2 separate regions of the Hordeum vulgare genome follow, and region 2 is linked to region 1. The links are chromatin contacts, called in public Hi-C maps. All regions are on one chromosome and are shown on one strand. The core of a region is the stretch at or near the end of the contact, and the rest is flanking DNA. Distances in the headings are between cores, read along the strand shown.

What was found. A called contact is a pair of places that touch in the nucleus more often than the background predicts.
Region 2: a Hi-C map of leaf shows a contact between it and region 1, with 4 times the contacts expected there. The contact joins the promoter of LOC123445040 here to the promoter of LOC123445037 in region 1. A contact is called at or near these places in 3 of 6 Hi-C or Micro-C datasets (leaf and seedling).

Annotation. Positions count from the first base shown.
Region 1 is chr3H:558,344,759-558,347,422 of MorexV3_pseudomolecules_assembly, forward strand. LOC123445037 (OVARIAN TUMOR DOMAIN-containing deubiquitinating enzyme 4-like) reads left to right here and starts at 1,347. Exons shown (of 6, transcript XM_045121953.1): 1 at 1,347-1,939; 2 at 2,570-2,664. The coding sequence starts at 1,903. LOC123445035 (U-box domain-containing protein 45-like) reads left to right here. Exons shown (of 6, transcript XM_045121951.1): 6 at 1-1,054. The coding sequence ends at 780.
Region 2 is chr3H:558,709,455-558,712,118 of MorexV3_pseudomolecules_assembly, forward strand. It overlaps LOC123445040, which reads right to left and starts at 1,327. Exons shown (of 13, transcript XM_045121956.1): 1 at 1,248-1,327.

The sequences.
Region 1 (2,664 bases), core at 97-2,596:
GCCACGGCGCTCTACCTTAACCTTTCCTGCCTCACCGATGCAAAGAGCGTGATCGCTTCCACCCAAGCCGTGCCATTCCTAGTGGACCGGCTGTACAACCACGACGCCAGCGACCCGAAAGCCAGCTCCTGCAAGCATGACGCCCTCTACACGCTGTACAACCTCTCCACCCACCAGGCCAGCATCCCGTCGCTCCTGTCGGCCGGCATCGTGGACGCGCTCCACACGCTCTTGACGGACTCCTCGGTGTCGGAAGGCATCGGATGGACGGAGAAGGCCCTGGCGGTGGCCATCAGCCTCGCGGCGACCCCGGCCGGTCGGAAGGAGATCATGTCGACCCCGGGGCTGGTGAGCACGCTGGCGATGCTGCTGGACACGGGGGAGCCGACGGAGCAGGAGCAGGCGGTGTCGTGCCTGCTGGCGATGTGCGCGGGGGACGACAAGTGCATCGCGCCGGTGCTGCAGGAGGGCGTGGTGCCGTCGCTGGTCTCCGTCTCGGCGACCGGCACGGGGCGGGGCCGGGAGAAGGCCCAGAAGCTGCTGAAGCTGTTCCGGGAGCAGCGGCAGCGTGACGGGGGGCAACAAGCCGCGTCGCAGCAACAGCAGGTCCCGCAGCCGCAGCAGCAGGCTGCGCCGGAGGGAGGGAACGGGAACGGGAACGGCGGGGTGATGGTGTGTCACCGGGAGTCGAAGCCGTTGTGCAAGTCCAAGTCGAGGAAGCTGGGGCGGACGCTGAGCTCGCTGTGGAAGAACCGGGGCTTCTCCCTCTACCAGTGCTAGCAGCAGCAGGCAGGGTTTTTGGGGTCTGGCTCGTCAGTAGGATCTGTACATCTCCCCTCTTTTCTTGCTTCTTCTTCCACTTTGGCGCCGTGGCTGCTGCTTCCTTCGTTTGGGTTAAGTAAGTTGAAAGAGACTAGTGCTTCTTCCCCCCCTCCTCGGTGGGGTGATGTAGGGCATTTCCCCCCTCTTGCCGCCTTGTCATCGCATCACATTGTACAATGTATATATAGCCTTGCCTTGTTATCAGATAGATGCTTCTCTCCATTTCAGCCAAGCAACCGTTTGTTCTCCTTTTGGTCGACACGACGATCCTCTGCTTGCTCACTGACACGTGGGCCCCATGATCTGTGAAGGAGATTTAATCCTTTTTTTTTCTTTCTTACGACGATAATCCTGCTGCTTGCTCATCCAGGTGGGTTCGTTTTCTCCTGTCACCGATTATCCGCTGTTGATGGGTGAAAAGATGCGGAGGACTCGCCAAGAAAATGACACTGACACGGCGAGGGCCGACCTGAATGGATGCATGAAAGGAGAAAAATTAGAAAGGACCGGCCACCACGGCTTGCGTCTGACAGCGCCAACGAATGAGTCGGGTTCATTCATCACGTGCCGCCCCGTTACTCGCACGGGATGATTGTGCTTTCTAGCTTCTGCCAGGAGCAGGAGATTTTGCCAACCATCCGTCAAGTTTCACTTGGTGGTCGACCGGTTCTGAAGGAGGGGAGGAGCACCGAGAAGCGCCGCTGGCTCCGGAGGGGATTTAATTAGGAGGTCCCGGTTATTCGTGGCGGGAAACCAAGCAAGCAGCCGCGGAGGGGGGGTGCGTCGGCCGTCGGTGGGCGTCGGCGGGCGGGCTCGATGGGACGCGGCGGCGGCGACGGACGGCACGCCGCCACCCCGGCGGCCGGGACAGGGAGAAAAGGGGCCTGAAAAGCGAACCCGATTCCCTCGACCCCGCCCGCTTTTGTTCCCGTTCCGTTCCGTGTGCAGCGATAACATTCCTCTCGCTCTCCGTTCCTGCTTTTTTTGCTTATTCCTTCCGCCTGCCTCCCCTCCTTTCCCTGGAAGAGGAGGGGGAAGGGGGGCAAGAGGGCCGGCCGACCGCCGCCGCCGTCGTCGCCGATGTCGGACCGGGAGCTCCCGCCGCTGCGATCCATCCGTAAGTACGCCCCTCTGCCTCTCCAGCTTTGATTGATTATTTGGTAGATGAAAAAGGGGGGTCGTTTTGGTGATGATCATCACAGGAGGAGAGCTTTTTTTTTCCCCCTTCTTTTCGCCATGTGGGATTGTTCTGAAGGGGGTTTGTGTTTTGTTGATGATCATGACGTGACGCAATTCTGTGATCAGTAGGATCTTGAGCCTGGTCTACAGGGGAGAAAAGAGCGGGAGAAAGTACATGTAGGTGCTGATTTGAAGCGGTATTAAACTAATCGGCTGGTTAAGATGCCTCTACTTTGCTAGCATCTCTGTATGCCTCTACTACTGCATGGCTAGTTTAGAGCAGCAGCCTTTGCATAACTGGGTATCCATCTATGCATCTCCTTTTATATATTCAACAAGGAAGATCAATACATAGCTGTACTTCATGAAAAAGAAGAAAAAGGGTGACCCTACCTTGGATGTGTGCTAGTAACTGGGTATCTATCAAGCTTACGGGGCTGTCTGTTCCTGTGAAACTCTCCAAATGGTTGATCCTGATGTGGTGTTCAGGCTGATCGAGTAGGCCATCTGCATCTCTGAACATTGGGAACTGAGCTTATACAGTTATGCTGCCCTTCACGTTTTTCAGGAATCACAGGGGACGGGAGATGCTTGTTCCGGTCGGTCGCTTACGGCGCCTGCATAAGGAGAGGCAAGCAGTCGCCGAGCGACAGCGTCCAGAAG
Region 2 (2,664 bases), core at 77-2,576, 360 kb after region 1:
GCAGTCCTATCTTAATGGGGAAGTCATCAGTGTCGCCATCACTTGTTCGAACACTTGCCACAACATTATCGTACATGTCCTTGATGAGGGTAATGTACTTTGCTGGGACTTTGTGTTTCTCCAAGGCCCACCACATAACATTCCGCGGTATTTTGTCATAGGCCTGCTCCAAGTCAATGAACACCATATGCAGGTCCTTCTTTTGCTCCCTATATCTCTCCATAAGTTGTCGTACCAAGAGAATGGCTTCCATGGTCGACCTCCCAGGCATGAAACCAAACTGATTTTTGGTCACGCTTGTCATTCTTCTTAAGCGGTGCTTAATGAATCTCTCGCATAGCTTCATTGTATGGCTCATCAGTTTAATTCCACGGTAATTAGTACAACTCTGAACATCCCCCTTGTTCTTGAAGACTGGTACTAATATACTCCATCTCCATTCTTCTGGCATCTTGTTTGCCCGAAAAATGACAAAGAAACTAACATTGCCAAGAATTAGTAAAAGAGGGCTAAAATTAGCTAGATATCGACTTTCACTCTGTCATGGTGGGTTAGATATTTGACAGACTTGGTTGCATTGATACTACGTTCTATAGAGGAAAGGCCAATGATCGCAGTAGTCAGCACGTTCTAGGATATCCTAGCTGACAGAATAAGTAATGTTTGGGTGTGGCAGATGCGTATGGCCACTGATTGTTTCACTCCTACAGGTCCAAGCAACCAGTTTCTTCACCGCATTTTTAATGGTTTTGCCATAGTTTAGCAGAAAAAATGTTTTAAATTTCAGCTCTGAACCAAACATGTTGAAATGTTAAAGCTGCCAGTAATTGACCCGGCTGAATCCAACAAGATCACAAATTTTAACAATGTCACCTTCTCAATTTGGCTACCTTATTGTGACTATTTCTCATATTGCCGGCCTGAAGCAGTCCAGTTCTAGCTTAGCTAGGTGATTTGGGACAAGCAAATTGGGTAATTCCATTGGCTCTCAACAGTAATTCTATTTCCGGCAAAACAAAAAGCCCTTGCCTTTTATAGAAGCATTGGACCAAAATATTGGCCATGAACATGACATTATTACTGATACCACTCAGTTACAAAAACCGGAGTGAAGTACTGTAGCTCCAAAAATCCATTTTTTTCATGACACTCCTGAAATAGTGGCTCGCACAATTTCCGCATTGATTGATTTGTAAACGAGTTGTAACTAGCTCAAGGACAAGGCCGCATTACTCTGGGCAGCTTACCCGCGAGAGATGCCGGAGGTCGCGGTCGCTGTCGACGTGCGCCCCGATGGCGCCGGCGGCGATCGCGCTCGCCGCCAGGCCCTGCGCGAACCCGGCCGCGGCGGACGCGAGGAGCCTCGCCGCGGAGGCCGCAGACGCCGCGGCTGCTGCGGGGCCGAGCGAGCCCCCGCAGCGGCCTCGGAGCGCGAGGGCGGCGACGGCCGCGCCGGTGCAGGCGGCGGCGGCGTTGAGCAGCGCCGAGCAGGCGGTGGACCACCGCACGGTGGCCAGCACGCCGGCGGGCATGACGAGGCGGGGGCGGAGGCGACGAGGTGGCGAGTGGTGGAGGCACACGAGGCCAGCACTAGGTGGGCAGCACCAGATGCCATTGGCGCTGCCTTTTTCTCTTATGACGAGGCGATTGCTGGAGCCTGGAGGCGGGGGAAGGGGACAGCGGGTGGGGCCCGGCGTCAGCGAGCGTGGGGTTTTGCGTAGGGTGGTGTCTGGTTGGCAGTTGAGCTGACCTCTTTATCTCGCTCTCTGCGCGCTCTCGTGCGGAAAGGTTCCGTGTACGAAATGGCATTATTTTATAGCATTGACACTTCGGTGTGCGACCCTCGCTGCACTGTGGGCCAGATGGCGTTTCTGCTCTCTGGGTCCCGCCTGTCATTGTGATTTAGTGGCGGAGGGCTACATACATCGAGGAAAAATTGGTTGCGGTTTATGGTTGGCAGGCCACGTGGGAAATTAATGGCGCGTTTTTTTCTAACACAATGCAGCGGGCATACATTCAATTTTATGAATATACACATCTGTACATTCTATCTCTATAAATATATTTAAAAGACTAAGTTGACATATCATCATATATGTACATTCTATCTCTATATAAACATTTTTAAAAGATCGAATCATCACCGTAGGTGGCTCGTCGTTGATGGAAGTGTTTCCTTCAACTAAACGCATATTCAAAAATTATAAAATAAATGTAAAAATAATGCAATCATCAGAACATGAACTTTGATGGATTAAGAATACCACCGTGAAAGATTAGAAGGTACTTATAGTACATCATGTACATGGTTCGCTCGGTCGCTCGAGGTGTTGGAGGTAGGTCAGCCAGGTCAATGCGTCGGATCCACCGCAACCACATGACGAACAACTACAGTTTAAGTGCGGAGCGGAAGGCAAATACTCGAGCAACCACATCCCGTAAAAGAGCGTGACCTGTAAAATGGGTTTACAGGTCGCTACAGAGCAATTTTGGAGGGCCATTTCGTGCGTCAAAGATCAGACCCCGTATATGAAACTGTAAAATTTGAAAATGGTTCGCGGAAAGCAACTACTACATCATTCATCAAACTATAACATTGTTCTTCATCAAACTACATCATTTCTTGATCAAACTACATAAGTTCTTCATACTACTACTAGGTAG